Linked DNA regions of Mus musculus: all the other regions are linked to region 1. A link is a contact called in public ChIA-PET and promoter capture Hi-C data. All regions are on one chromosome and are shown on one strand. The core of a region is the stretch at or near the end of the contact, and the rest is flanking DNA. Distances in the headings are between cores, read along the strand shown. Region 1 holds the start of Tufm (Tu translation elongation factor, mitochondrial). Region 2 holds the start of Fbrs (fibrosin). Region 3 holds the start of B130055M24Rik (a long non-coding RNA gene). Region 4 holds the start of Zfp553 (zinc finger protein 553). Region 5 holds the start of Cd2bp2 (CD2 cytoplasmic tail binding protein 2). Region 6 holds the start of AI467606 (expressed sequence AI467606). Region 7 holds the start of Maz (MYC-associated zinc finger protein (purine-binding transcription factor)).

Region 1 (3,928 bases), core at 973-3,472:
AGGCTCTTGTGGAACATCTCAATGCCTACAAGGAAGAAGACAGGAGAGAAGAGGGTCTGAGGCAGAATGAAGGTATAAGAGCTACATGGGAAGGGACCATTCTGACCACGTCCTTGGATCTGAAATCTTCTCATACCTGTCACCACAGTGCGGATGTTCTTGTTATGTCCCAGCAACTCACACTCATCTCCTTTCTTCAAAATGCCACGCTCTAATGTACCTGTCACCACTGTGCCCCGGCCTGGAAAGAAACAGGATGGGTTATTGGTCACCCAGGGTCAGATGACCCCTATGAGGAGTGGTGTACGTGAGCACGGGCCTCACCAGGAATAGAGTAGACTGACTCTACAGGGAGCAGGAAGGGCTTGTCCAGGTCCCGGGTGGGCACTGGGATGTAGGTGTCCACAGCATCCAGGAGCTTCTGCACTGACTTCACGCCTAGCTCAGGGTCACGTTGCTGTTGGAGACATGACAAGACCTTGAAACTTCTGTTCCTATCACAGGATGCTAAGTTTCCAGGTACAGAGCAAAGCTCTACCCCGTCCTCTACCAACAGGAGCCTGTGCTGTGCTCACCTCAAGGGCACAGAGAGCCGAGCCTACGATGACTGGAGTTTCCTCTCCTTTATAGCCAAACTCGGTGAGCAGCTCCCGGATCTCCAGCTCGACTAACTCCACCATCTCTGAGTCCTGGACAGCGTCTGCCTTGTTCACGTACACCACAACATGTTCTACCCCAATCTGCAGGCAAGACAAGAGACTGAGCAACTCTCCTGAGCCATCTGACGTCTCACGGATGTCCATCCCACTCAGACCCCAGTACCTGTTTAGCTAGCAGTAAGTGCTCTCGGGTCTGGGGCATGGGGCCATCATTAGCTGCCACCACCAGGATACAGCCATCCAGGGGGGCAGTGCCTGTGATCATATTCTGGGTGGAAGAGGAAGAAGGTCAGCTTAGTTCAGGGACCTCTTCAACATGCATCCTCTAATGAGAAGTAGCTGTGAAGATCTCCATCTCTCTGCCATGTCTTCACCACCCACAGCCACAAATCCTTGTTCTTATATTCAAACACCGCCACTATTTTATAACCTCCCCCCCTCACACCTCCACTGAACGGAAGCAGGTGCTGGCTGTCCCCAGCAACCCTCACCTTAACATAATCTGCATGACCAGGACAGTCTGTGTGGGCATAGTGTCGGGCAGCAGTGCTATACTCCACATGGGCTGCATTGATGGTGATGCCCCGAGCTCGCTCCTCTGGGGCATTGTCTATCTCCTCGTACTTCTTGAACTTAGCTCCACCTCCCTCGGCTAGAACTACCGGAGGAAGAGAACACACCTCTCAACTCAGGGTCAGAGCTACAGACAAGGCTCGGGGCACACGCCTGAACCCCTCATACAGAAACAATCTGGAAGGATAAATCTCTGTTAAATCTCAATTCTAGGAAATCTCAAATGTAATTCTAGGAAAGATAACTTTGTAAGACAGTGAGAGAATTTCCTAAGGTGTGTGCTCATCACAGACGCTTCCAATTCTTCGCTGACAGCATCTCTTTACAGACCACTCTACACTGGATGGAAACCATTCACAGTTTTCATTTTATGCCTCACAGAGCTCTTCCTGTACAGGGAAACCTGTCTCCTGCATCTTCCCACCAGCCTTCGTCCCAAGTGTCTCTTGGAGCCATGCTAAAGTTCAGCGGACTACAAGACACCCACCCTACGCTCTAGTTCTGACTCTTCCAGCTGACAGGACATTGCCCGACGCCTCCAACCCAACCCAACCCTACTCACTTTTCGTGATGGCTGCAGTCAGGGTGGTCTTGCCATGGTCCACATGTCCGATGGTACCCACATTCACATGGGGCTTGTCGCGTACATAAGTCTTCTTGGCCTCCACAGCTAGGCCGCGACACAAGAAGGGTGATGCGGGAGCCTTCAGCGGCCGCAGCCGACCTTGCAGAAATGGGGTCGGGCTGGCGCAGAGACCTGCGGGGAAAGGCACTTGGGAGTCAGGGATCCGAACCCAGCTACCCTCCGCGCCCCTCGCAACTCCGGGCTGCCTGCGTCCAACCCGCCCCCTCACCGCTGAAGCGGGGCGTCGCTCGCAATAGAGTGGCTGCCGCCATTGTGGTAGTACTCGGTGACCGGGACCGGGAACTAGGCACCCGGGGCCCGCGCGTGCAGGGAAGGACGGGCACTTGGGACTGCAGATCACTTCCGGCGGAAATGAGGGTCCGGACAGCGAGTTTAGGAGCCTCTAGCAGACAGTTTCTATGGCCACGGCCACTGATATCCGGGCATGGAGCGGAAGAGGGGGTTTCTGGTGTCTCGCGGGGGACGATGGGGAATTTCCACAGTTCAGCCTGAGGGGGCCGCTTTAGGAGGAAAATGCGGAGCGCCCCATAATGCACGAGCGCCCCCGAAGGCTTATGGGTGTTGTGGTTTCCAGGGCAGCGGGCTTGGGTCAGTTTGTGACAGGCTTTAGCTTCGCCTGGGTTCGGTCCAGAGAGAAGATCTCCCAGCCTGTAAGAGGCAAAATTAACGAGAGTCAGGGATGGAGTCCCGGGAGTTCCAGTCCTTGGCCATTAAATAACTGCCCCCATATCTCTTGCAGGGATCCTGTGCTTTCTAACATTTTGAAGTCAAACCCTCCTCCCCCAATAGTCCTTTGGACGCTTGACAAGCAGTTTTCTTTCCTTTTTCTTCCTTCTTCCCCACTACCTTCCGAGACAGGGTCTCCTTGGCTGGCCTATGTAGACCAGGCTGGTCTTCCAGCTCTAGAGAAATCTCCTGTCTCAGTGCTGGGATTAAAGGAAGTTTTTTTTTTACTGTTAGTTGAATCTTTTGTATACCCAGCAAATGTTTGTTCCCTAATGAATAAGTGGTTTTTGTTTTTGTTTTTTTTTAAGATTTATTTATTCTATGTAAGTACACTGTAGCTGTCTTCAGACACACCAGAAGAGGACATCAGATCTCATTACGGATGGTTGTGAGCCACCATGTGGTTGCTGGGATTTGAACTCAGGACCTTTGGGAGAGCAGTCAGTGCTCTAAACCACAGAGCCATCTCTCCAGCCCCCTAATGAATAAGTGTAAGTATAGTAATGACTTTTAACTGTCACATTCATCTTTTCGCACAGCTTCTTCAACTCTCACAAATAATAGAAGCTTCTTAACTCTGTCTTTCTTTCTGAAATTTACCCTATCAGCTTAATTGACAGTATCTTTTCCAAATGCTGTAGATTCCCTCATTCCATCCCTAGAGAGATGTCTAGGCACAAGCAAGCTACATCACATCTCTTCTAAAAATCAAGTGGAAGGAGATACAGGTACACACTTGTGACCCCAGCACTTAAGACACTGCAGCAGGAAGTCCAGTCCTAAGGCCTGAGCACAGATTGAAACTCTGAAAAGGTAAAGATAAAGGACAATAGAGTGTTACTGGAATCTTGTGCTAGACTCCCCTCAGTCTTTGTGATTTTTTTTTTTTTTTTTTTATCTAACGAATCCAGGCTGGGCAGTGGTGGCACAGGCCTTTTTAATCCTAGCACTTGGGAGGCAGAGGCAGGAGGATTTCTGAGTTCGAGGCCACCCTGGTCTACAAAGTGAGTTCCAGGACAGCCAGGGCTACACAGAGAAACCCTGCCTCGAAAAAAACCAAAAACCAAAACCAAAAAAAAAAAGGGGGGGGAGAGAAGAAATGAGGCAGTTTTACAGGGAGCAGGTTGTAGAAAGAGACCAAGCTAGACACAGTGAAGACAGAAGGAGCCAGAGAGTGAGAAGGAGCCAGAAGTCCAGAACAGATTGCCAGAGTGTTAGTTTGAGGCCAAGCAGAACAATTCAGGAGAAACTGAGAAAAGCCAGAGTGAATCAGTCAGCTTGATGAGGAGTCTGAGCCAGAACTGTTAAGTTGAACTAGCCAGCC
Region 2 (3,928 bases), core at 521-3,020, 990 kb before region 1:
CCGCTACCAACCAGCTTACTATTTTCCTAATACTCTAGGTTCTCAAATCTTAAAACTGTATTCAAAACAACTTTTCCTCACTTCTTTCCTCAGCAAACTTCTGACTACACTGGGGCCCAAGACGTTCTAGGGGGCTTTCCCTAACCGCAACCCTCTGCCCATCCCCCAGACAGAATGAGTGGCTTCCTCATGTGGGTTTCTGTAGCACTTTGCCTAGATCTCTCCCAGATCACTGCCTTACACAGCTGCTCAAGCTAGTCTAGGTGCTTGCTTTTTGGCTGTTTCTTTCCCCTTAGGCTGCCACCAGCTAGAGGAAAGGACAGGACATCTCTTATTTATAATTCAGCTGTCTTTGATGTATCTCTTGAATTATCAGCTTGTTAGTAGTATACATAGCACAAGCAAAAGCAAGTGAGTTTGACTCTAGTTAGGTCCTTCAGACCTGGATTGGAGATGGGGCTGCTGTCCAATTTGTTCTGCCTTCCCCTGTGCTCCTAGACACTAGGATTACTGCTGGGATCGGCAGTTGTGATGCTCGTGGGAAGTCAGTCTACAGGAATGATATATTCCGACTGAACAAATTGGAAGGACTGGAATCTGGGACATGCTCACCTCTTTCCTTCTTCGCTTATTGGGCCATTTACGGGGCCTATCCCCAGAGGGTCGGCCAGGCTCACGGTCTGAGCTGTCCCCTGGTTCCCCAGTGGCCCCACTGGAGCCCCCCCTCTTCCGTTTCCCAGAATGCTTCAGCCGATGTTCCAGTCGTTCTGGGGGCTGAAGAGATGCATCCTTCTGTAGAAGAGGTGGTGGAAATGTGGTTGGAGAAAGAAAAGCTCCTTAACTCTCTAAGGGTGACCAAGTTACTCAAGTGCCTCTCAAGCAGGGGAACCTAGGTAGTCCCCAGACACTAGCTCTACCTCCTCCCACCCCAGGGTGGGGCAGAAACCCGGCAAGAGGAGCCGGTTGCTCTGGTTTGGGGTGTCACCACTGCCCCCTCAACCCCATCCTCTGTAAGGGCTATACCCTTCTCTCTGCCCTTCTGACCCACCTCCCAAAGACCCCCAAATCCCATTAGGGCACACCTGCAAGGCCTCAAGGCTGGCAAAGCTAGCGATGGCAAAACCATCGATCAGGTCTTCCTCCTCTTCCTCCTCCTCAGGCTCCTCCTCGGCTTCTCCGTCGTCTGCGCCCCCCTCTTCCTCCTCGTCCTCTTCCTCTCCGCGGCTGCCCGAACCGGCAGGCCGCTTCCGAGCTCGCGGTCTCGGGGGTCGAGGCCTGGGTCGGGGCCGCCGCCGTCGTAGGCCCCCAGGCCGCTCTCCAGATGAAGCTGACGACCAGGGACGGGCGGGCGGCGGCGGTGACGAGGAGGATGAAGAGCCTCGCGGGGCGGCCAACAAGGCCCGGGGCGCGTCACCGCCTGGACCTCGGCGGCGCCGCTGCTCCCGATCACGGTCTCGCCGCGAGCAGCGTCTCCGTCGCCGCTCCCCTTCAGCTGCCCAGCCCGGGCCTGGGGCCGCGGCCGTCTCCATGGTGACGGCCCTCAGCGCCGCATCCGGAGGCGGCGGGGCCCGAAGCGGCCTGTCCACAGGCCCCGGGTCGCGAGCGCGGCGCTGGCGCTTGCACAGGGACGGGAGAGCTCCGGCTTCCTCTTTAAAACAGGATCCGCTGGCCTCTGGCTTGCCCCAAGGCCAAGGCCCAGAGAGCCGGCGCCGCCCCCGGGGCGACAAGCCTGAAGGCCCCCCCTGTAGGGCTGGCGGGGCCGCGACGACTAAAACTGGGCGGCCGTCCCTTTAAGGCGAGGCCTCAAATTGTCCAGCCCCCGGCCCCTTTAAGACGACTCCACCGTGTCCGGCTGGTCTAGTGCGGTGGCGGCCCCGTGCCAGGGGTCGAGGCAAGTCTCCCAGAGGAAGAGGAAGGACCACCCCTTTAAAAGGGGCGGAAAGCACGACTTCCCCTTTAAAAGTGTCTCAAGTCCTCCGGCTGAAAGAGGCCACCCCTTTAAAGAGTCCAGAGGCCTTCAAACAGCGAGTCGTCCCTTTTTAGAGAGCGTAGCTAAGTTTCTAGCCCTTCACAGGCTGTCACTTCCCCTTTAAGATGAATTTAATGAACTTCTTGCGTGGGGCAGGAGGTAGGAAAACTCCACTTGCCCCAATTCTTCCAGCAGGAGTTGTTTGTCAGCTTCTGCTGTCCCCTTTAAGACTGGCGTTGGAGTCGGCCGAGTTCGGTACCCACCCCTTTAAGGAGATTTAACGAGGTCTCCGCCTCCCGTAGCCTTGAAAGGTGCAAGGGGGCGGAGCCTGCCGTCCAAAGTCCCGGATGTGAGGCAACGGTGACGGATAGAGCTTCTCTCTCTGTCCTCCGACATAAAAGACTCTTCCTCCTTTCCTCCGTTCCTAACCGGCTTGTAGCTAGAAGGATCCGGAAAGGCCACTGGACAGTGAGGAACTCCGCCGTATCCTCCTGTTGTCTTCTTCGGCGTCTACGGCTCTTCTCCACCAGAACTTCCCTGCCCCTCCTCCCTCTTCCTCCTCAGCCAACGCCTCCTTCCTCTCTCCGCCTCCTTCCCCCTCCCTCCGAGGCTCAGTCGTTTATAGGTTGGCAAGTAAACGTCAATGCAAAGGGCGGAGTCAAAGTCGCCGGAGTGCCGGACGTAACAGCCTTCAAATGTGGGATTGGGTTGTCAGGTTAGCCCCGCCCTCCCCAGGTCTTGTGACTGGACTGGTCCGAAGTAGGTGTTTGGAGCAGTTCCTTAGGCCACCCGCCTCTTCCTGCTCTCTGTTTATTGGCCATCTACTGAGAGACAGTGCGAGGCACTGGGAGGTGGTGCCTGGAGTGGTAGGCAGCAGGCCACTGGTAGGCGTTAGGCTGTCCTAGGTGCGCTTTTCTGGTGTGTAGTGGCTGCCTTTTTGCCTGTTGGTATTTCGCGCAAGCGCATGGCGCTAATGCCTTCTGCCCGTCTTTGGGCGGATCTGTCTACCGTGGCGTCTCAGAAAACCCAAGCACGATCCGCGAGAGTCAGAGGTGGGGCGGAGACCAAGCTCCCAGTGGCCGTCCCTTCCTGTGCTCAACAATAATAAACACTTTGCACTCCAGTGCGAAGTACTCTCTCACATTAATTCACTTGGTAATGAGTTCCGAGGTAAATATTTGCTCTCCGATCCATTTTACCAAAGGTATCTGTATACAAACTGCCAGGATTCTAGCTCCAGAGTGAAGGTCCTGGCCACTGTGCCACCAACTGCAGCACTTAGGTTGTACCACTCTGATCTGATTGTTTAATGTATCATTAGTGTGTGGGCATGATGTATGTGAGGGTGCGAGTGCCATTAGATGTATGTTGAGACGAGAGGACAACTTTGTAGAGTCTTCAACATGTTCATGGGTTTTGGGGATCAAACTCTGGTTACTAAGCTTATGTATGTACCAAGCGCTTTTTCAGTGGAGCCATCTCACTGGCCCTGGCTGTTCTTTTAATGTGGACATTTCCTTGACAACCCTTGTTTTCTTGTCGATATAAAATAGTGATAAATTCCCTAACAGACTTTGTGCCGGTCGACTCTCTATGATAGATTGTCCTAAGTTGGCGATGGCAGCATTTGGGAGGAGTAAATAACATCTTCAAGGCCTTAACCTGTTCCAAGGCCTTTTCATTCTATGATGTAAGAGTTGTGTATCCATGGTATACATAGCACCACATAAAGCAGCTCTCAAGTGTCATCTCTGGACTGGGGATGGAGCTCAGAGGTAGTATATACAAGATTCTAGGTTTGATCCCCCAGCCCTGCCAGTGGATGAGAGTGGGGTGGGCAATTTCCAGTGACCACTGCATTTTTTCTTTTTTTTTTGCAACCCTTTTTTTCTCTGCTACTATCTCCTGTTTTCTAGTCCTTTGGTGACCAACATAAAAACATCAGCTCATTTAATTAAT
Region 3 (3,928 bases), core at 792-3,291, 960 kb before region 1:
AAGAAGACATTCCATGTTTGGATTTCATTCCTATGTCTAGTAACAGATTTTGAGGAAGCTGATCCAGATTTGTGGGGGTTTTATTGTTCATTTGTTTTTTGAGGCAGGCTGGTTTTGAGATAGCCCCGGATAGCCTGGAACTCACTTTGTAGACCAGGATGTCCTCAAACTCAAGAGATCTACCTGCCTTTTCCTCCCAAGTGCTGGGAATTAATGGTGCGTGCCACTGCACCCGGCTGTCTTATGATTTTTGTTGTAGTTCTCTATGGAGGGGGGAGTCCAGGACTCTAGACATAAAGTTTCAGACACCATCTACTCGAATAGTCCAGGTGCTTGGCTGGCTCTCAGCAGCGAAGGCACAGCCTCTCTGTGTGGCCTCTAGATGTGCGAATCCTATTTACCCTCTGTGCAGTCTTCCTTACCTGATAATTATTCAGAAAGGAGCAATAGGTTCGGCTTCATACCCAGTCCTGGGTATCTATTTTAAAAATACTTTTATAGAACTTTGGGCCCCATGCATGCTAGGCAAATGCCTGCCACTGGGCTATACACTCTTCATTTAAAAACAGGGTCTATGTTGCCCATGCACTCCTGACACACGTTGACACAGCTGCACTATTTCGGAAAGCAACGGTACAGGGGTGATTTCCCTGCTTCATTATAAATGAAAGGATCAACTAGCCATCTGTCTTTTGTTCCCCCTGGTAGCCTAAATGTGCATTCCACTGTACAAAGAAAGGGTAAGCCCAAAGCTATTGGTCTCACCTCTAAACAAGCGAACTTCCTTGGTACTCAGGTAGGCCATTCACTTCTATAGACTACTTAGGAGCTGCCCAAGGTACAAGACCAGTCAACTTACCATTCTAGTCATTCAATTTTACCAGACGCGCCTTTTGTGCACCAGATCCTTACCACCGCTCCCTTCTCATCTAGTACTTTTCAGAATTCCTGGCTGTGACACCTTTATGATCGTAGGATGTAGCTGTTCAAAAATCCATGTTGTCACTGTGTGACTTTCCCTTTGGAAGACCTGTAGAAACGTCTTCTCCAAGTAGGGCAAACAAGCGTTGGAGAACACAAGAAAAGCCTCCCATTCATAAGACTTCTCACAACCGGCTTAGAGACACAGGATCCACCTTCTTGCCCTTAAGAATCCGTTGGCTTCATTCAAATGGGCCGCCTTCATTGATGACCAATCAGAACGCCCGATCTTCAGCTACCAACCAATAAACGAATGCAATAGATAGGAGGAAAGTAGGCAAGAAGCCATCTCGCAGCGCCATTACACTTTAGGGCAAGGAGGTTAAGAAGTCGGCATGGCGTTCGGGTCAATAAAATCGATAGCTGGAACCTGCCTGTGTTCTAGGCAGCGGTGGTGCAGGAGCAGCGCCGCCATCTTCCCCGAAGGCATCTTCCGGTGCCTCTCACCCAAGTTCCAGCGGGAGTTCCCTGAATAACGGTCTGTGTCGGGCCGCCCGGCCCCTCAGGCAGCCGATTCAGATTTCCTCCGGGCCTTCCCGACGGAGCTTCTAGGTCTCCGGGTCCCCGTGGCAAGGCCGGGGAGCAGGTCCGATGGCGCCACCTTCGGCTCCGCTTCTCCTGCGGGCAGTCGGAGAGGCTGGACCTACTCGGAAAAGGGGCAGGAGGCCAAGGGCCTTGAAGTTCGTGGACGTGGCCGTGTACTTCTCCTCGGAGGAGTGGGGGTGTCTGCAGCCCGCTCAGAGGACTCTGTACCGGGATGTGATGCGCGAGACCTACGGCCTCCTGGGCGCGCTCGGTGAGGCCCGGCCCAATCTGCTTACGCGGGGCCTAAGGGATGATGGAGCTTGAGGGCGGGGTAGAGTGGGGGCAGGGAGCCTAGGGTCCTGACCTGCGATCGGCTTGTTAGGGGTTGGCGTTTATTTTTTAGCATCCTTTCTTCGGGCCAGCTCTCTGACTGGTTCTCCTTCCCCAGGATGCGCAGGTCCCAAACCAGCTCTCATCTCCTGGTTGGAACGAAATACCGATGACTGGGAACCAGCAGCCCTAGATCCGCAGGAGTACCGGAGATGGGTAACATTCCAGAGAAGTGAGTGAAAAATACCCACGAAAACCATACTGCCTTCCTGAGTAATGCCCTAAACTGTCGACCCAATCTAAATTTGTCGTCTGATGAGAGTTAACCAGGTTGCTTGTACTGTGGGCATACGAACTACAAACGGTACTTCATTGACATAAGTGAATTACTGAGCTTTGAAAAAGATAACTACTGCTTTCCAGGATCCGGGACTTAGCTTCCATTGAACTTCTCCAATTCCCATCGGTCCTGGGAAGACTAGAAAGAGTCCTTAACCACTGAGACATCTCTCTCTAGCCCCTGGTTCACTCTTGACTTTAAAAAAGAAAAAGCCCCATTGATTGGAATGTTCATCTAGGCTTGTGAACTACTGGATGAAATACAGTCCAAGGTTTTTTTGTTTTTTTTTTTTACAACTCTCTCAAAGTGCTCCTAGACCAACAGCTGCATATTTGGGAGTTGTCTTGGTCAGAGGTTTCTATGCTGTGATAAACACCATGAACAAAAGTGGCTTGGGGAGAAGAGGGTTTATTTCATTGATATTTTCATGTAAACATCCATCATCAAAGCAGGGCAGGGCAGGAACATCAAGGCAGGAACTGAAGCAGAAAGCCACAAGGAAGGCTGCCTCCTGCTTGCTCTCCTACTTTCTTACACACTCAGGAACATCTGCCTAGGGATAGCACCACCCACAGTGGGCTGGGCCCTCCCATGTCAACCTTAATCAATCACTAATTAAGAAAATGTACCACGCTGGGCATGGTGGCACACACCTTTAATCCCAGCACTCAGGAGGCAGAGGCAGGTGGATTTCTGAGTTCAAGGCCAGCCTGGTCTACAAAGTGAGTTCCAGGACAGCCAGGGCTATACAGAGAAACCCTGTCTCGAAAAACCAAAAAAAAAAAGAAAAGGATGTACCACAGGCCAATCTGGTGAGGACATTTTTCTCCGTTGAGGTTCCCTCTTCCCAAATCACTCTAGCTTGGATCAGGTTGGCATAAAACAAGTCAGCACAATTGACCCCTTGTTAGCATGACACACAAACCCATCCCTTTTAACCATAACCTTTGTTTTTTGTTCATTCCAAGATCTCAATTCAAACACTCAATTCAGACTCTCCTTAAAATACCTAGTCTCTTTCAAAGTTTCTCTATCATATCCAAAACCTCTCTAAAATTAACTATGGGTTCCTATTAAAAAAAAGTTACATACTTGTTTATTCCAAGAAGTAATAACCAGTGCACAGTTACAGTAAAATCAAACCCAAAGTCTACGTGTGACGCTCAGTGCCAGCCTTCTGAGACTCTGCTCCTCTAGGCTCCAGAGGGCTTGGCAGTGGCACTCGTCTGACATCCACTGCACACACAGCCAGCTCACAAAGCTCTAAAGCTGCTGTGAGTGGTCATCTGTGCCAATGCTCTCTCCAAAACACCGGAGTTCTGGGTACACCGGGAGCCTTTCTTGGGATCTCTTTAGAGACACTGAGCCTGCCACGTGGTGCCAGGCCTTAATTTATCTCCATGACCCCCCTTCAGTCCTGAGGTTTGTACTTTAACTGAGGCTGTGAGTTTACCAATGGTCTGGGCTTTCCAGTCACAGTGCCAAGCCTCATTGCTCTCCATGACCCTTTATGCCTTCAAAACTAGAACATCTGGGGACACTTACACATAGTCAACTTCAGCTGCCAACAGGAGCCTTGGCCCCTTCATGGACCACAGCTGCTGTGTGCTGATCCTGTGGAGGTACTCCCAGATTTATCATCCTTGCTGATGCTGGTGTTTGGTTTTGTTTTGTTTTGTTTTGTTTTGTTTTTTGTTTTTTACTTGTGTCAATTTCTTGGATCCAGCTAATAGCATCAATTGCCCCAGTTAA
Region 4 (3,928 bases), core at 452-2,951, 750 kb before region 1:
TCTAACAATACAAGACTTTCACAATCCTATTGGTAATATTAGTCTCTTTGGTTTACCCCCATGGAAACAAAGAGAATTAAAGCAATTTTTTTTCTTTCTTTTGTTTTCAAAGCAGGGTTTCTTTGTGCAGTGAGTCTGTCTTGGAGCGCACTCTTTAGACCAGGATGACCTGAAACTCACGGAGGTGTCTCTATCATTCCTCTGACTTCTGAGTGCTAGGATTAAAGGCATGTGCCACCACCACATGAAAGTTAGTAGAAGCCCGGTGTGGTGGTGCAAGCCTTTAATCCCAGCACTTGGGAGGCAGAGGCAGGGGGATTTCTGAGTTCGAGGACAGCCTAGTCTACAGAGTGAGTTCCAGGATAGCCAGGGCTACACAGGAACCCCCCCCCCCAAAAAAAAGAAAGAAAGAAAGTTAGTAGAAAACTTTCCAAGCCCCTCTCTGCGGTCCCATAAATCATCCCAGCACTGAATGCCATCGGGTTTGAGAGAAGTGTTTCCTACTTGGAGGAAACCCTACCCTGGGCCGAGTTTCTAACTATCTACTCAAGCCTGTGTTATATTACAGTATTTCAATTTAGAAAACCTAGTATATGGTCTTTTGATCGAATTTCTGTGGGTTTTTTTTTTTTCTTTTTTTTCCTCCAGTTTTTGAGACTGTCTTACTGTACTGCCCAGACTGGATCTGAATTCTCCACTCCATTGGCTCTATCCTGGTAACTTCTACGATCTTGTATAAACTTACTTCCCTACAGATAAACAGATATGGGGTGTAGGAGAGAAAAAACAAAGTAGCAATGATTGTAACTGCGGGTTCGGAATAAACCTGCTGCCACAAGAGGCAAGAGATAAGTCAAGGACCGGCATTACTCTGCAGCAAAAACAACGGAAAGGAACGCGGTTATTTGGAAAAGGATACTGAGACTACTCTGAGCACGCAAGGTCTGTACTTAACACTAGAGCTTTTAAATTAATAAAAATAAGAAAGCCAGGGAAGGTTTTGAGAAGGCAGCCAGTATTAGAGCTGGATTTACAGCAGAACGCATGCAGAGAAAGAGCACCAGAGATTACAATTGAGCCTGGAGGCCTGCAGTAGGGCTGAGTGAAGGGGGAGGGGAGAGCGTTAGGGAGGATGCCCCTCACGGCCTGGCACACAGTAGGTGTTGGCTTCTTCCCTTCGGATTTTGCTGCCCCTTCGCCCACGTCCGACTTTCCTGGGCCCTGGGTCCCCAAGCATCCATTACCTTCCTGTGCGATGCGGACCGCCGCCCTCACCTGTACCGATGGCTCTCAGCCGCTTTCAAGTCCTCTGTACCGCGAAGCTCGGCGCCCCAGGGCTGTGCAGCGCGCTGCACCGTCGGCCCACGACCGGGACGCGGCCCCGGTGAGTCCGAGGGCACCTGCCGCCCCGTTCCCCTCGGTACAACAGGAACCCAGCAGCCAGCCGCACGGGTACGGGCTCCACGCCACGCCAGGAGGGGGCTCGGCCCACGTCCCGGGCGCCGCTGGGCGGGACGGGAAGCGGAAGCACGGGCCTCGGCGAGCTGCTCTAGGACCCGGAGGAGCCGCGGGCTCGGCGGCGGCGGCGGCGGCGTGGACCAGTTCTAGCCGTGCCCTGCGGCGCTAGCGGCGTGCCTCCTCGGATGGACAGCTGGCACGGCGGAGCCGGACTGCCCGCGCGGGACAACCAGGAAGGAGCCCAGGAATGGAGTGGCAGACAAAGGGAAACAGAGAGCCGGCGGGCGGGGCGGGGCGCCGAGGCGGGGGAAACAAAGCCCAGCTCGGAGTGGGGGCTGGGCCGGGGCAGGCAGGTCGAGCTGGAGCCTGCCAAGTTCTAGCCTGAGAGTCACGAGTCGGGGCACTGTCGGCGAGAGACGATGCTCGGGGACAGGACCTAGAGACTGGGTACCAGAGACAAAGAGATGTAGAAACAGATAAGAACCGTCAAGTCACCCTAATGGAATCAGGGGCCCTAAGAGGCGGAGAGCCTGGAGAGAAACGGGCGGGAGACAGAACAAAGGACGACAGGCGGAGACAAAGGTAGAAAAACAAAGAAAGGCTTTGCAAAGGCCAAGCCCAGGGAGGGACTGAAGAATAAACCCTGCCTCCATCTTGCTGGAGTCACGTTCCAAAGGATCCAGGCCCTAGAAGCATAACCCCGGCATCTTATGTTGTAGGCAGGTTTTCCTTTATAGAGGTGAGTACCCAGAGGCTTCCGTCCTGCCACTAAAGCGAGTGCTAACGGGGTTTTTATTAATTCGTTATGTTTTAGCAGTACATAATGTTATTTGTATTATATTAGATTTGTCAATAAAGCAGAAGTTAGAGATAAAGTTAAACCATGCATCGTCTGTCCCTTGAGTGCGGTCAGTTTTTGTGGGGTTTTTTGTTTTGTTTTTTCGAGACCGGGTTTCTCTGTATAGCCCTGGCTGTCCTGGAACTCACTTTGTAGACCAGGCTGGCCTCAAACTCAGAAATCCACCTGCCTCTGCCTCCCGAGTGCTGGGATTAAAGGCGTGCGCCACCACGCCCGGCTAGAGTGCGGTCAGTTTTTTTAAAAAAAATCATACAAGGCGTGGAGAACTGGGCCAGTGGCATGCCTCAGTGGGAAAAGGGGATTGTCCGCAAGCTTGACAACCTGAGTTCTCTCCAGGGAACCTGTGTGGTGGAAAGGAGAGTGCACGTTGTCCTGTGACCTCCACATGCACTGGTGCAATGTGCCCCCCAAATTTTAAAAATTCTAACTAACTTAAAAAAAAAAATTGGTTGGTCCTGTTAATCCCAAAGCAGGGAGGAGAAAGACCACTGACCCAAATTATCATGCCCAATTAAAGCAAGCTTTGTTACTCTTCTACACGAGATGCCTGCCCCTAAGATGGATTCAAAGGTCAGTATTGAACTAGGGAAAAATAAGGGTTTTATAGCTCGAGGGGGTTGGGGGGGTCCAAACTGGGGATTTGGCAGGCAAATAGGTGGAGTTACAGAGCAGAACAGTTACAAGGCGTTCATAACAACAGGTGGTTACAGTGATCTTTTGAGACAAATGTAGGCTTGCAAGATGGCTGTAACTTTTTGGAACAAGGACGTGGTTGCTGTTTTCTGGAACATTCTGTATGGTACTATTTGTAGTTGAGGTCACAGGTGGGACATGTGTTAGGAGCTGCCCACATTCCAGAACCAGGTGTGCCCTCACCTGCCTTCAGCAATCCAGCCCCAGCAGCTATATCATCACCAGCTGCCATACCCTTTATAAAGCCCATGCCATCAATGGTTCGTTCTCTCTCTCTCTCTCTCTCTCTCTCTCTCTCTCTCTCTCTCTCTCTCTCCTGCTCTGAATCAGCCTTTTGTGCCCCCCCAATAAATCTCTTAACATTTATTGCATTATTATAGGTCAATTGTGTGGTGTGTTCTCTGCAAATTCCTTGGCCCCAGCCACCAAGGTCAACTTTCGATACAAACCCGCCCTAACATGAATATCCTGGTGCCTGCTTTCCCCTTTTGGGGGTTAAAGCCACTCTGGGACCCTACCCACCAGTTCTACCTGCAACAGACCCACCTGGCCCACTGATGGCTTGATAAATGCTCCCCCTTGGTTGGTGTAAATGCTTCACCAGATCTCTGGTGTTCTTGGAGGCAGAAGTTCCCACCGGGCTTTGGACCCTATCCCTTTGGGTTAGGCTTTATTTCTGAGCTCTGTTTCTGCCTTTTGGGTTCCCTCAAAGGCCCTGGTACCAGTCTCCTCAGGGTTTTAACCCTTGTCCCACATTCAGCTGTGCCTTCCAGTTCAGCCTTCCCTGGATCCTGGTGACACTGATCTTCAGGCCTAGGACCTCTTCCTCTTCCTCACCCATGGGAATAGCTTTTTGTACCTCCTGGCTCCCTTTGGGATGCTTCTTGCAGAACACCCGACCCCTCTTTACCTGGCATC
Region 5 (3,928 bases), core at 427-2,926, 710 kb before region 1:
GGGGAGGCAGGCACAAAGTCTGACTTTCCATAGGTTCAGTCTGCAGGTCTTGGCAGGAACATCTGGACCACTGGTTCTCAATCTTCCTAATGCTGTGACCCTTTAATACAGTTCTTTATATTGTGGTGACTCCAACCATAAAATTATTTTCATTATTACTTAATAACAGTATACTACTGCTATGAATCATAATGTACGTCTCTGTTTTCTGATAGTCTTAGGCAACCTCTGTGAATAGTATTCGACCCCCAAAAGGAGTCACAGTAAACGCTCACTTCATCTCTCATCAACAAACATAGTGGTCCAGCTCCTTCCTCCTCAGCTTTGCCTGGATTCTGCTGCTCCCACTCTCACTGGCCTCCTGGGATCCTCTGCACAGCTTGCAGGACTGGGATCGCCTTTCCAATGGCTTCAGCCCCCTGGAAGCTGAAGGAGGGGCCTGAGAGTGTGTGCAAAACCACCATCTTTAGATTGGGCTGGGTTCTTGGTCAGCAGCTTGGTGCAGTTCCCTGGGCGTCTAGGGTAGACTAACTGCCTGGGGTTCATCCCAGCAGGTACACACAACCAAACTGCGCAGCTCTTGTTTTCTGTGGCTAGATCTTTGCCACACACCCTCTACTCCGGGTCAGGATGATAAAGGTGTGGGCTTCTGTGGCCGTAAAGCTCCACTTGGCACTTCTCAGCAGAAAGGGGATCAGGGTGTGTGGTCTCCAGGTAGAGAAAACCCCCTCCGGATGAACCAGCAGTGCTGAGAGCTGCTTTCTTCAGGGTCCTGTCTGTAGCAAGATGCCCTCCTGGTCTAGAACTTGTGTTCTGTACCCACAGAAGTGAAGTTTCATGATTCACAATGGGAGAAAACCCTGGAGGAGAAAGGCGTGGTCCATCTGGCTGCCCTCTTCCAACTCTAGTAGGATCACCGGAGCTATTTAGCCGAGGGTGGGGACGGGGGTGGAGGCGTTGAGGTTTGAGTTGTTCCCCAGAGCTCCAGATCTAAACCTCACTATTGGGGAAGATCTCACCTGGCCCCAGCTTTGCAGGAGCTGGATCCCAGCCCTTTGGCAGTTTGCTAAGGGATGAGGTAGGCTTCGTGTAACTGATGGGCTTCTGCCTGGTTACAGGCCACGGACGGAAGCCAGTGGCACCTCCTGTGATGGTTGTCCCGCTACAGAAACTAGGAATTAAGTGGGAGAATAGACATGGTGCAAATGACTCCTGGGTTCTAAAAGGGCTTGGTTTGGAAGGTGCCCGAGCGCTTATAATCAGAAGCAGGACTCAGAGAGAAGAGCAAGACTTTCTTTAAAAATAGACGGTCTCATGTTGTATCCCAGACTGTCGTCAATCTCGCGACAATCAATCCTGTTTCAATTTCCCGAGTGTTGGGACTGCGTTAAGATCGGAAGCCCGGGTGTCTACTGAAGGCCACTAGGCGTACAGAACCCTATCCATACATGCAAACGGAAGCCCGAAGCCTCTGTTCGGCCTGTGCCTCTCCATCCAGGCCTTGGGAACCTCTTAGCACACCACGTCCTTATCCTCACTGTAGCCTCCATCGTAGAGGAATAATAAAACATTTCCCGCCATCCTCAAGTCCCGTGAGGCAAGGACGTAGTTCACGCGAGTCTTTGCAGGTCTTGCGTCACTTCCTGCCGCGAGTCGGCCTTGGCTAATGGTATGCATCCGCCCTTTTTGAATAGAAGTGAAGCCACTTCCGGGTCCTATGCCGGTCTCCACGGTTTTTTTCCGGGTGATGAAGGCGGGTGCCCCGGATGTAATACCGGCGAAAGCATCTTTCCTTTTCTTCCCCGCCTGACCCTGGGTTCCTAGGTGAGCACCGGCGGGTAAGATTGTTTGAATCCCCGCGGGTTTGCTTCGCCTTTAGTTTGTACGCCAAGGACATGGCCGAGCAGGTCGCTACGTGGTATTCGGGGATCTAGGCAGCTCCAGCTCTTGGGTCCGACCGGCCTCTGTGAGCACTCGGGTGGGAGAGGTGGTTGAGTTCGGTAGCTCCGGACTGGTAGGGGAGTGGTGACGTAGGGGAACCTGACTCCCCATCCCCGGGTGGGAATACCCGCAGGGTCCACGCGGGGGCGGAGATCCTTCCCATCGCCTCTCCTCCGGGCCTCAGAATTGCCCAACCAACCCCGGACGTCGTGCCTGCTAGTTCTCTCAGATGCTTTAGCGATCTGTCCTCGCTCACATTTACCAGGAAAAATGTTGGTGGCCCCTGCACTCCCCCGCGGTCCTCTCTCCTTACCTCACTTCCTCACTACATATCTTTTTCCGAGGTCCAGCTGGAGGAAATCCACAGCCAATCATGCCAAAGAGGAAAGTGACTTTTCAGGGTGTTGGAGATGAGGATGGTGAAGATGAAATCAGTGTGCCCAAAAAGAAGGTGAGATGGCCAGATTTCGAATTTCCGTGGAGGACTGAGAGGAAAGAAGAAGGAGAAATCTGATGGGAGGAAAGCCGGGAAGCCAAGGAAGTGTTAGTTTTCCCCGGCGCACTGGGTTTGGAAAGATTTGTGTACAGATCCTGGAGTATCTGGGGAACTACCCAGTTGGCTGCATTTCTCATTTGCTTCGGCCTCCTCACAGCTGGTGGACCCTGTGGCTGCAGCAGGTGGTCCTGGGAGCCGCTTCAAAGGCAAGCACTCTTTAGACAGTGATGAAGAGGATGATGATGAGGAAGGGTCCAGCAAATATGATATCCTGGCCTCAGAGGATGTAGAAGGTGAGCTATGTCCGAAGCGTTAACTGAGTTGGGGGGACAAGCCTTCAGGATGGAGGTGGGAGGTGTGCCTGCTTCCCTTTTGCGTGTCTAGCATGCCCCACCCCCAATGTCTTCGGTGCAGGTCAGGAAGCAGCTACTCTCCCTAGTGAGGGCGGTGTGAGGATCACACCCTTCAACCTGCAGGAAGAGATGGAGGAAGGCCACTTTGATGCTGATGGCAACTACTTCCTGAACCAGGATGCGCAGATCCGAGACAGCTGGCTGGACAACATTGACTGGGTGTGGCCCAGGGACTATTCTGGCTGAGGCCTGGGAGTGCAGGTGCAGGGCCTGGGCCCTGGTGGAAGTTTGTAAGAAATTCTAATTATCTTTTCCTTGTAGGTGAGGATCAAGGAACGGCCCCCTGATAAGCACCAGGTTTCAGACTCGGAGGAGGAAGACAGCCTGGGTCAGACTCCAATGAGCGCCCAAGCACTCCTGGAGGGACTTTTGGAGTTGTTGTTGCCAAGAGAGACAGTGGCTGGGGCCCTTAGGCGGCTGGGGGCCCGAGGAGGAGGCAAAGGGAGCAACAGCAAGGGGACTGGACGGCCCAATTCCCCCCAGCGGCTAGACCGGCTGTCTGGGTTAGCTGACCAAATGGTGGCACGAGGCAACCTTGGTGTGTACCAGGAAACAAGGGAACGGTTGGCTATGCGACTGAAGGGTTTGGGGTGTCGGGCCCAGGGATCCCATGACCCCACACCTCCACCCTCCCTGGACATGTTTGCTGAGGAAGTAGCAGAGGGTGAACTGGAAACCCCAACCCCTACCCAAAGAGAGGGTAAGTTTGGAGGGCACGGGTGGGGGGCAGTGTGGGCTGGAGACTGAGTGCTTGAGGCCCAAGTATCGTTCATTGTGTTAGAGGCAGAGTCAGCAGGAGATGGCCTGATGGATGTGATGTGGGAGTATAAATGGGAGAACACGGGGGACGCCGAGCTGTATGGACCCTTCACCAGTGCCCAGATGCAGGTGAGCTGCCCCCTGCCGCGTCTGTCCCATCTGTCCAGCCCACCTTCTGTCAGCTTGCCTGAGTTCTGTCCTCTGTTCTTACAGACGTGGGTGAGTGAAGGTTACTTCCCGGATGGTGTTTATTGTCGGAAGCTGGACCCTCCGGGCGGCCAGTTCTACAACTCCAAGCGCATTGATTTTGAGCTGTACA
Region 6 (3,928 bases), core at 838-3,337, 600 kb before region 1:
GCCTACTGATCTGTTTTGGTTCTGTGTCCCAATTCCAGGCAAGGACAGCCTCTCCAGTGTGGCCCATCAAATCCCATGTTGCTGTTTAGTGGCCAAGGCCATTATTTGTACGGAATCAAAGACACCTCCTGGATTTGTCCTCTGTGTTTTCCTGGAGGGCCTCACAGTGGTGGGAGAGAGTGGCCAGGCACAGATAGGGTTTGTGGCTCTGGAGAGCAAGATTCTTGCCATCTCCAGACCACATGACTGACACTCATAACTACCAGCTCTGGGCTGATGGTCAGCATCCCATACAGGATAGGCTGTCTTAGGTAAGTTTGTACCCTGACGTGCCATCTTGAAGCCTTCTGGCCTGTAGCCAGCTAGACTTGCCTTCAATTCTCAGAGTCACGACTTAGGCATTTTAACCTAAGCTGAACTTCAGGCAAGCCTTGGAGTGCAGGCTGTCCACACTCTTAGCCTGCCCACCAGCCAGGTGCAGAAGACAGAAATTTCCACACAAAATTTCCAGCGCAAGGGTCAGGCCTAAGGCTGGAGCTGACCCCTGTAGTCCCTCTGAGGTGGGAGTTAGTCTTACAGGTCCTGAAGACTCAGAAGCCCACGCTGGTCCGGCCTTCCCTCTTCCAGAATGCTGAGATCTGCTCCAGGGTGACCCGAGGCTGGAGACCCCAATCAGGTTCCAGGCTCCCTTGCCTCGGCCTCCAAGGCCTGGGGCTCCCAACCTGCAAGCCAGCCTCTGGCATGGGCTCAGACCCAACCCAGCTCACCAGGCTTGTGTCATGGGGCCTCTCCTCTTGGGTCTGAGGCCTCCAGAAGGTGCTCTGGGCTGGGACTTCTGGTGGGGTCTGAGGAACTAGAGAACTGAGGGAAGAGTATGGGGCTGAAGTGGCTGGTGGAGCAGTTGCTCTGCCCTCTAAGGTGCCACCGGGTGTTGGGGGACCTGGAGCCCTGTCCATCAGCAGAGGCATGGAGGAGCCGTACCAATCCTCAGAGCGCTCCCGGGCGCTGCTCGTGGGCTCAATCCACAGTTCTCCTCCAGGGCGCCAGACTAGGGTGGGGGCACGCTGGCTGGGGTCTGGTTGCGGGCGGCGGAACAGGCGTTCGGCCAGTACAGCAGTAGTTATGATGAAGAAGGCTGTGAGAGAGGCCAGGCCCAGCATGATGGGAATACAAGGTCCACAGGGGATTACTACCCACACTGCTGCCTCCGCTGTAGGCTCAGGGAGCCCCTCCGTGTGCCCAGAGGGCTGCTGAGGCGTCACTGGCATCTGGGAGACTCAGTGTGGACTCAGAACAGTCAGGAACGTCTCCACTGGGAGAAGGAAAGGACAGCAACCAGAGGATATCCCGTTTCCTGGAAAGAGATTCAACAACGGTTCTAACAACTTGACCGTGGCACAGGATGAGACAGTGCTTAGACTGCATGTCACTGGGACTGCACATCATTGGCCTTTTTTTTAAACTGTAACTTTACTTCAGAACCTCAGAGACAGATTGGGAGTCGGGAGTGCTGGATCTCTTTGTCCCTCATCTTGCGTTCCTGCTCCCACCCCCACCCCTACCCACTGTTAATTCGGCTCTTCTAATTGGCTTATTGAGCATGGGTGGCAAAACTAGAGAGGAGCAAAGGGTCCCAGAGAGGTCAAGAGCAAACCAGGAGAGGCCGGAGAACAAGCCAGAGCTGGCTGAGGCTCCCCTGCACAGTCGCAGGCCTTACTTCCCCTCCAGCCCCACCCCCCACCTCTGATGACAGATCAAAGGTCTGGGCTCTCAGGTCTTGCCTCAGTCTCAAGTGAGGAGACTTGGAATGAGAGAGAAACCCCTTGCTGGCCCCTCCCTTCCATATGCACCTACTCTTTGAGCCACCTAACCGCTCTCCTTGGAGGTGGCCCTGTTGTGCTATCTGGCTGTACCAGGTCTGTGGCCCGGCACCTATCCAGCTTCCCCAGCTCTGCCCAATCACTGGCCTGTCTGCTTCCCTTGTTGGTATTTGTCCACATCTCTGCCACCAGTCCCCCATTTGCAGTTGCTTCCGCACCCCTCACCTCACCTGTCACCTTGCTTCAATCTTGGATTTCGCCGTTTTCAGAGCCCTTCTTCCCAGTGCATGCCGGGAGGGTGTGTGTGCGCGCAGCGATCTGAAAGGCCCTGGAGGGCTGGCCTCAGAAGAAGGCGGAAGGGAGGCTACCACCTGTTGCTGGGCGACTGTGCCCCAACTTTTCCTGCCCCCACAGAGTGTTTCCAAGGCAACCTGGGGATGTGGTCAGTGTGGTGAAGAACCACTTCCTGTGTAAGGTGGAGCCAGAATGAGCAGCTGCTTTGCTCCAGTCAGTCCCACCCCACAGGCAAGGTCCAGACCCCAGCGCCTTTACCTTGTCACCCCAAAGGCAAGACCCAGACCCCAGCGCGTTCACCATCTCACCCCAAAGGCAAGGCCCAGACCCCAGCGCTTTCACCTTCTCACCCCAAAGGCAAGACCCAGACCCCAGCGCCTTCACCTTCTCACCCCATAGGCAAGGCCTAGGCGCGATCACCATCTCACCCAACAGGCAAAGCCCAGACCCCAGCGCCTTCACCTTCTCACCCTACAGGCAAGGCCCAGACCCCAGCGCCTTCACCTTCTCACCCTACAGGCAAGGCCCAGACCTCAGCTCGCTCACCCAGGGGAGAGGAAGATTATAAAGACCGGCTCAGGGGCTCCCACAGCGCTGCGATGTATCTTGCTGCCTGCTTCTTGGAGGGTCCCTGTCCTTCCGTCTACTCCCTGCACCCTTTTCATCCAGCTGTGTCATACTTTTGTTTTGTTTGAGACAGGGACTTAAGATGTAGCCCAGGTTGGCCCCGAATCCCCCCCCCCCCCCCACACACACACATACACACTCCCGTAAGCCTTTTGAGTGTTGGTTTCAGTCCCAGGCCACTGTGCCCAGGCTCATCTCTCCACTACTTCTGATACCTAACGGTGTAAGCACTATGAGAGTAATTGTTACCGGTGTTGTTTAGGCCATCATACCTTTACATGGTGTGCATGCAGTGTCTGCGTGTGTGTGTGTGTGTGTGTGTGTGTGTGTAGACCAGAGTCTACTTAATTGATTTCCACCCTATTATTTTATTTTATGTGTTTGTGTGTTTAGCTCACCTGTATGCATTTTGGTCGCAAGCATGCCTCGTGTTCAAGGAGGCCAGAAGGGGATGTCAGATCTCTTGGAAGTGATTGACAGACAGTTGTGAGCCACTTTGTAAGTGCTAGGAATTGAACCTAGGTGCTCTGCAAGAGCATCGAATTAACTGCTGAACTCCCTCTCCCTCTCCCCTTCCCCATTCTCCCTGTCCCCCGGTCCCCCTCCTCCCTTCTCCCCCTATACCCTCTCCCCCTCTCCTCCTGTCCCCCTCTTTCCTTCCCCAGTGCTAAGCTAATAGGAGCACTTAGCTGAGCTTGCGGTGCCCATAGTTTTGAAGTGTGTGCTAAGGTCTAAGCTCAGGCCCTCATGTTTGTCAATCAGCACTGTTGTGTTGTACTGAGCCTTCTCCCAGCCTTTGTTCCCTCCTCTGTCTTCTCTTTCTTTTTTCCAGGGTGGGGGGTGGGGCAGCGGCGGAGGTGTTTGTTTGCTTATGGGTCATGCTCATGCTAGGCAAGCATTTTGCCACAATTCTTCACCACCAGCATTTCAACATACATGTTTTTCATTTGTTTTGAGACAGGGTTTCACTATGTATCATTTCTAGCTTAAAATGCTCTACGTAGACTACAGTGGGTTCCCAATTGTGGCAGTCTTCTGGCTACCTTCCTGGTGCTGGGGTTATAGGGCTGTGGCAGCACATCTACTCGGTACACCTACTCGGTACACCTGCTCAGTACACTTGCTCAGTACACCTGCTCAGTACACCTACTCAGTACACCTGCTCAGTACACCTGCTCAGAATCCGA
Region 7 (3,928 bases), core at 448-2,947, 540 kb before region 1:
GCTGAATGAAGGCTCAGCTCGGGAACTGCGCAGCCTGCAGCGCATTGGCCAGAAGAAAGCCCAGCTCATCGTGGGCTGGAGGGAGCTCCACGGCCCCTTCAGTGAGGTAACAACCCTGGGGACAGGTGCAGTGGGGGGGTCCCCGTGCTGTGTCCACTCCCTTCCTAGTGTTGCTGTCCCACTAGGTGGAGGACTTGGAACAGGTGGAAGGCATCTCTGGGAAGCAGGTGGAGTCTTTCCTGAAGGTAAGGCCACCTTTGCCCTTTCTGCATGGTGTTCCCCCACCGCAGCCCACCTTAGGCTGCTATGCTAACGCACGTTCCTCTTCTTTACAGGCGAATCTCTTGAGCTTGGCCGCCAGCCAGCACAGCGGTCCCTCTTGACACTACCTTCTTTTAAAAATCCTTGTATAGTGACGTGTTGTGTAAATACAGTTTTTATTCCATGGTTGAGCCTGGTTTTTGAGGATGACAGGGCTGGGGTCAGAGTCCATAACTACCCTGGGGGTCAGGATCAAGCTCTGCAGGACACCCATGTAGGCGCCATCTTTGGGAAACCCCCAAACTAGGCCAAGATTGTAAATAAACCACTGGAATGGGGAGGGGACGGTGGCCTAGAAGAATCAAAAAGCTGACGCGAAAGCTTAAGCACAGCGACCGACCGTTAAGCGGGCACGCGCTCCAAGCTAGCCCCGCCCCGCTGTAACTCCCTCGGCGCGCTCCCCACTCTCCCGCTCAGCAACGACGTCCCTGTTATGTGCGCGTGCGCGCGAAATAACGGCCGCTGGCGGAGGGAAGTGGGGGGTGGAATCGTTCAAGTGGGGGAAGAGAAGCCGCCTAGTCTCCCGCGCGCCCACCACCTGCACCATCGCCAGCCAATCAGCAACCGTCTTGGGGGTCTCGCGCTCGGGGCGACCGGGGCTGCTGGGTGGCTCCCCAGTCCCTCCGCCCTCTAGAGTCCCTCCTGTCCCTCCCCCTCCCGCTGGCCCCGCGCGCACTCGCGCTCGCGCCCGCTCCAGCCTCTTGTGTGTCCTCGCGCCCCCCGCCCGCCCTCCGGCGCGCAGTGTGCGCCGCTCCCCCACCCTCCTCCCCCCTCCCTCCTTGCGCGCCTCCTCCTTGGGTCCCCCTCCCCCACAGCTGCCTCCTCCCGCCCCAGGGTGAGCGCGAGCCACCTCCCTCCTCCCTCCGCCATGGATCCCAGCAACTGGAGCAGCTTCATCTTCCAGGTAACAACCCCCGCCCCCCCCGCCCCTGCCCCCCCTCCCACACCCCCTCCTGCCCGCCCTCCCTCCTGTCCCACACCCCCTCCGCGCGCCCGGTGCGCGCGCAGCTGTCCCCCTCCCTCCCTCGCGCCCTCCCCCGCCCTCCCCGAGGCGCCGGCTGGGCGCGCGCGCGCGGCGGGGGCCGAAGCTGCTCCCTCGCTCCCCCCACCCCGCCCCGCCAGGCTCCAACCGCCGCCACCACCGCCGCCGCCGCCGCCCGGGCCCCCCGCCCCCGGCCCCGGCCCTCGGCCCCGCGGGGCCTCTCGCCCCCACCCAGGGGGCGTCGCCGCCGCCGCCGCGCTCCGCGCCCCACAAGACGCCCTCCTTCCCTCCCTCCCGCCGGCCGGGGTGCGCGGGCGGCGGGGCGGCCCTCGGGCCATGCGTTCGGCTCGGCCCAACCCGGCCGGCCGGGGGCGGCGCCCCGAGCCCGGGCCCCGCGCGGCCCGTGCCCCCGGCTCCCGCTGAGCTCCGGGGGCCCCCACTGTGGCCGAGGCCATGTTCCCCGTGTTCCCTTGCACGCTGCTGGCCCCCCCCTTCCCCGTGCTGGGCCTGGACTCCCGGGGGGTGGGCGGCCTCATGAACTCCTTCCCGCCACCTCAGGGTCACGCCCAGAACCCCCTGCAGGTCGGGGCTGAGCTCCAGTCCCGCTTCTTTGCCTCCCAGGGCTGCGCCCAGAGTCCATTCCAGGTGAGTAGGGGCCGGGCCGGGCGGGCAGGCGCCGACCAGCGACCGCGGCCCACACGGCGCCTTGTCTCCGCAGGCCGCGCCGGCGCCCCCACCCACGCCCCAGGCCCCGGCGGCCGAGCCCCTCCAAGTGGACTTGCTCCCGGTTCTCGCCGCCGCGCAGGAATCAGCCGCGGCGGCGGCGGCTGCTGCGGCGGCTGCCGCTGCAGTGGTTACTGCACCCCCGGCCCCTGCCGCCGCCTCCACAGTGGACACAGCGGCCCTGAAGCAGCCTCCGGCGCCTCCTCCGCCACCCCCTGCCGTCTCCGCACCAGCCGCCGAGGCCGCGCCCCCCGCCGCGGCCGCCACTATCGCAGCAGCGGCTGCCACCGCTGTCGTCGCCCCAACCTCGACGGTCGCCGTGGCCCCAGTTGCATCTGTCTTGGAGAAGAAGACAAAGAGCAAGGGGCCCTACATTTGCGCCCTGTGCGCCAAGGAGTTCAAGAACGGCTACAACCTCCGAAGGCACGAAGCCATCCACACGGGAGCCAAGGCTGGCCGGGTCCCTTCGGGTGCTATGAAGATGCCCACCATGGTGCCCCTGAGCCTCTTGAGTGTCCCCCAGCTGAGCGGGGCCAGCGGGGGTGGGGGAGAAGCCGGGGCTGGCGGCGGCACAGCCGCGGTGGCGGCCGGTGGCGTTGTGACCACGACTGCCTCTGGGAAGCGCATCCGGAAGAATCACGCCTGCGAGATGTGCGGCAAGGCCTTCCGCGACGTCTACCACCTGAACCGACATAAGCTGTCGCATTCGGACGAGAAGCCCTACCAGTGCCCTGTGTGCCAGCAGCGCTTCAAGCGCAAGGACCGCATGAGTTACCACGTGCGCTCACATGACGGCGCTGTGCACAAGCCCTACAACTGCTCCCACTGTGGCAAGAGCTTCTCCCGGTGTGCAGGGGCCTCGCTGCCCACTAGGCCGGTGGGGGGGAGGGCAACAAGGTGGCCTGTCTTTGGCTGGTGGGGAGGCGGCTCCCGTTCCTGGGGACAGGAACCACTCCCAGGGAGGAGGGAAGTTGCTAGGAACAGGGGGTGGTACTTTAGAAGAGGTGGGTCTCTGGGCTGAAGGAAAGCAGCCTCTGGGCAGAAGAGGAATCTTGGTTTGAGGGCTTTCCTGCCTGAGGACTGAAGCTGAGGGGGAAACGCTGGGACCTTTGCAGAGGCATTTTGGAGGAACCTAGGTAGATTTGAGGCACACCTTACCTTGGAGCCTAAGCCCTAACACACACCCCCTCCCACCTCAACATATCCCTAGGCCGGATCACCTCAACAGTCACGTCAGACAAGTGCACTCAACAGAGCGGCCCTTCAAATGTGAGGTAGGAAGCCAGCTTCCTCCTGTCCTGGTTTTCATGATTTTGATCCTCATTGTAGCTGTGTGGGTTCAGCCTCTCAGACCCCCTTTTTCTCTCTCTTTTTGCCTCTTCACTCCATTTTCACATTTCTCCTTCAAGGCCTGGTCATCTCACGCCCATTTCCTACAGATCAAAGACCCCCGAGACTCTGATCCCCTTATCTTGCTCCCTTCTCTCTACTCCCCGAAGCTTTAACTCTCCTGTGACCCCACACCCTCCCCCAGAAATGTGAGGCAGCTTTTGCTACGAAGGATCGCCTCCGAGCGCACACAGTCCGACACGAGGAGAAGGTGCCATGTCATGTCTGTGGCAAGATGCTGAGCTCGGCTTATATTTCCGACCACATGAAGGTGCACAGCCAGGGCCCTCACCATGTCTGTGAGCTCTGCAACAAAGGTACATGCTAAGGGGTGCCAGGAGGGCAGGGACTAAAAAGGGGGGCACAGAGCTGTTGGGTTTTTTTTCACCGATGTGGGTCAAGGGTGCTGCAGCTAAGAGCTTGTGGCGAGTAGAGAGAACTCTTTAAGGGGCAAGTACAACAGCATTGGAAACACCACCACTAAATTATGTGCCATGGTTCACAGGAGACCGT

What was found. Promoter capture Hi-C pulls out the DNA fragments that hold promoters and counts their contacts. ChIA-PET counts read pairs in DNA pulled down with a chosen protein or histone mark. Capture Hi-C pulls out chosen DNA fragments and counts their contacts.
Region 2: a promoter capture Hi-C map of liver shows a contact between it and region 1, with 6 times the contacts expected there. The contact joins the promoter of Fbrs here to the promoter of Tufm in region 1. A contact is called at or near these places in 4 of 39 promoter capture datasets (the C10 cell line, hippocampal neurons, liver and 1 more), 1 of 484 Hi-C or Micro-C datasets (CD4 T cells), 6 of 115 datasets of contacts at active chromatin or transcription factors (bone marrow-derived macrophages, double positive thymocytes, embryonic hindbrain and 3 more) and 2 of 9 other capture datasets (adipose tissue and liver).
Region 3: a promoter capture Hi-C map of liver shows a contact between it and region 1, with 2.6 times the contacts expected there. The contact joins the promoter of B130055M24Rik here to the promoter of Tufm in region 1. A contact is called at or near these places in 1 of 115 datasets of contacts at active chromatin or transcription factors (bone marrow-derived macrophages) and 1 of 9 other capture datasets (liver).
Region 4: a promoter capture Hi-C map of liver shows a contact between it and region 1, with 4 times the contacts expected there. The contact joins the promoter of Zfp553 here to the promoter of Tufm in region 1. A contact is called at or near these places in 4 of 39 promoter capture datasets (cranial neural crest, hippocampal neurons, liver and 1 more), 2 of 484 Hi-C or Micro-C datasets (CD4 T cells and cortical neurons), 3 of 115 datasets of contacts at active chromatin or transcription factors (astrocytes, microglia and pro-B cells) and 1 of 9 other capture datasets (liver).
Region 5: a contact with region 1 is called in a promoter capture Hi-C map of adipose tissue, with 2.8 times the contacts expected there. The contact joins the promoter of Cd2bp2 here to the promoter of Tufm in region 1. A contact is called at or near these places in 6 of 39 promoter capture datasets (the C10 cell line, cranial neural crest, hippocampal neurons and 2 more), 8 of 484 Hi-C or Micro-C datasets (cortical neurons, embryonic stem cells, forebrain and 1 more), 5 of 115 datasets of contacts at active chromatin or transcription factors (bone marrow-derived macrophages, embryonic midbrain, extraembryonic endoderm stem cells and 2 more) and 3 of 9 other capture datasets (adipose tissue, liver and pancreatic islet).
Region 6: an RNA polymerase II ChIA-PET map of memory CD8 T cells shows a contact between it and region 1, with 30 read pairs. The contact joins the promoter of AI467606 here to the promoter of Tufm in region 1. A contact is called at or near these places in 2 of 39 promoter capture datasets (liver and pre-B cells), 2 of 484 Hi-C or Micro-C datasets (cortical neurons and embryonic stem cells) and 4 of 115 datasets of contacts at active chromatin or transcription factors (embryonic stem cells, large pre-B cells, memory CD8 T cells and 1 more).
Region 7: a promoter capture Hi-C map of embryonic stem cells shows a contact between it and region 1. The contact joins the promoter of Maz here to the promoter of Tufm in region 1. A contact is called at or near these places in 6 of 39 promoter capture datasets (the C10 cell line, cranial neural crest, embryonic stem cells and 2 more), 9 of 484 Hi-C or Micro-C datasets (CD8 T cells, the G1E-ER4 cell line, the N1E-115 cell line and 2 more), 8 of 115 datasets of contacts at active chromatin or transcription factors (bone marrow-derived macrophages, craniofacial prominence, embryonic stem cells and 4 more) and 2 of 9 other capture datasets (adipose tissue and embryonic stem cells).

What each region holds. Positions count from the first base shown.
Region 1 is chr7:126,485,649-126,489,576 of GRCm38.p6, reverse strand. It overlaps Tufm (Tu translation elongation factor, mitochondrial), which reads right to left and starts at 2,222. Exons shown (of 10, transcript NM_172745.3): 1 at 2,087-2,222; 2 at 1,795-1,989; 3 at 1,151-1,317; 4 at 823-927; 5 at 576-740; 6 at 325-457; 7 at 137-241; 8 at 1-25. The coding sequence starts at 2,129. It overlaps Gm46001 (a long non-coding RNA gene), which reads left to right and starts at 3,063. Exons shown (of 3, transcript XR_001778288.1): 1 at 3,063-3,095; 2 at 3,246-3,417.
Region 2 is chr7:127,476,800-127,480,727 of GRCm38.p6, reverse strand. Fbrs (fibrosin) reads right to left here and starts at 1,770. Exons shown (of 18, transcript NM_010183.2): 1 at 1,083-1,770; 2 at 613-792. The coding sequence starts at 1,529.
Region 3 is chr7:127,446,503-127,450,430 of GRCm38.p6, reverse strand. It overlaps B130055M24Rik (a long non-coding RNA gene), which reads right to left and starts at 2,041. Exons shown (of 2, transcript XR_869949.3): 1 at 860-2,041. Zfp689 (zinc finger protein 689) reads left to right here and starts at 1,273. Exons shown (of 3, transcript NM_175163.3): 1 at 1,273-1,777; 2 at 1,955-2,068. The coding sequence starts at 1,573.
Region 4 is chr7:127,230,834-127,234,761 of GRCm38.p6, reverse strand. It overlaps Zfp553 (zinc finger protein 553), which reads right to left and starts at 1,701. Exons shown (of 2, transcript NM_146201.2): 1 at 1,276-1,701. Gm4532 (predicted gene 4532) reads left to right here and starts at 1,632. Exons shown (of 1, transcript NR_030674.1): 1 at 1,632-2,344. It also overlaps a transcript of Septin1 not described here.
Region 5 is chr7:127,193,825-127,197,752 of GRCm38.p6, reverse strand. It overlaps Cd2bp2 (CD2 cytoplasmic tail binding protein 2), which reads left to right and starts at 1,676. Exons shown (of 7, transcript NM_027353.4): 1 at 1,676-1,824; 2 at 2,292-2,392; 3 at 2,595-2,730; 4 at 2,852-3,009; 5 at 3,112-3,550; 6 at 3,632-3,738; 7 at 3,823-3,928. The coding sequence starts at 2,315. It overlaps Tbc1d10b (TBC1 domain family, member 10b), which reads left to right. Exons shown (of 9, transcript NM_144522.5): 9 at 1-294.
Region 6 is chr7:127,089,595-127,093,522 of GRCm38.p6, reverse strand. AI467606 (expressed sequence AI467606) reads right to left here and starts at 2,087. Exons shown (of 2, transcript NM_178901.3): 1 at 2,051-2,087; 2 at 1-1,354. The coding sequence starts at 1,268. The coding sequence ends at 591.
Region 7 is chr7:127,024,248-127,028,175 of GRCm38.p6, reverse strand. It overlaps Maz (MYC-associated zinc finger protein (purine-binding transcription factor)), which reads left to right and starts at 1,697. Exons shown (of 5, transcript NM_010772.1): 1 at 1,697-1,948; 2 at 2,022-2,872; 3 at 3,237-3,300; 4 at 3,561-3,732. The coding sequence starts at 1,757. Kif22 (kinesin family member 22) reads left to right here. Exons shown (of 14, transcript NM_145588.1): 12 at 1-106; 13 at 186-245; 14 at 336-445. The coding sequence ends at 383.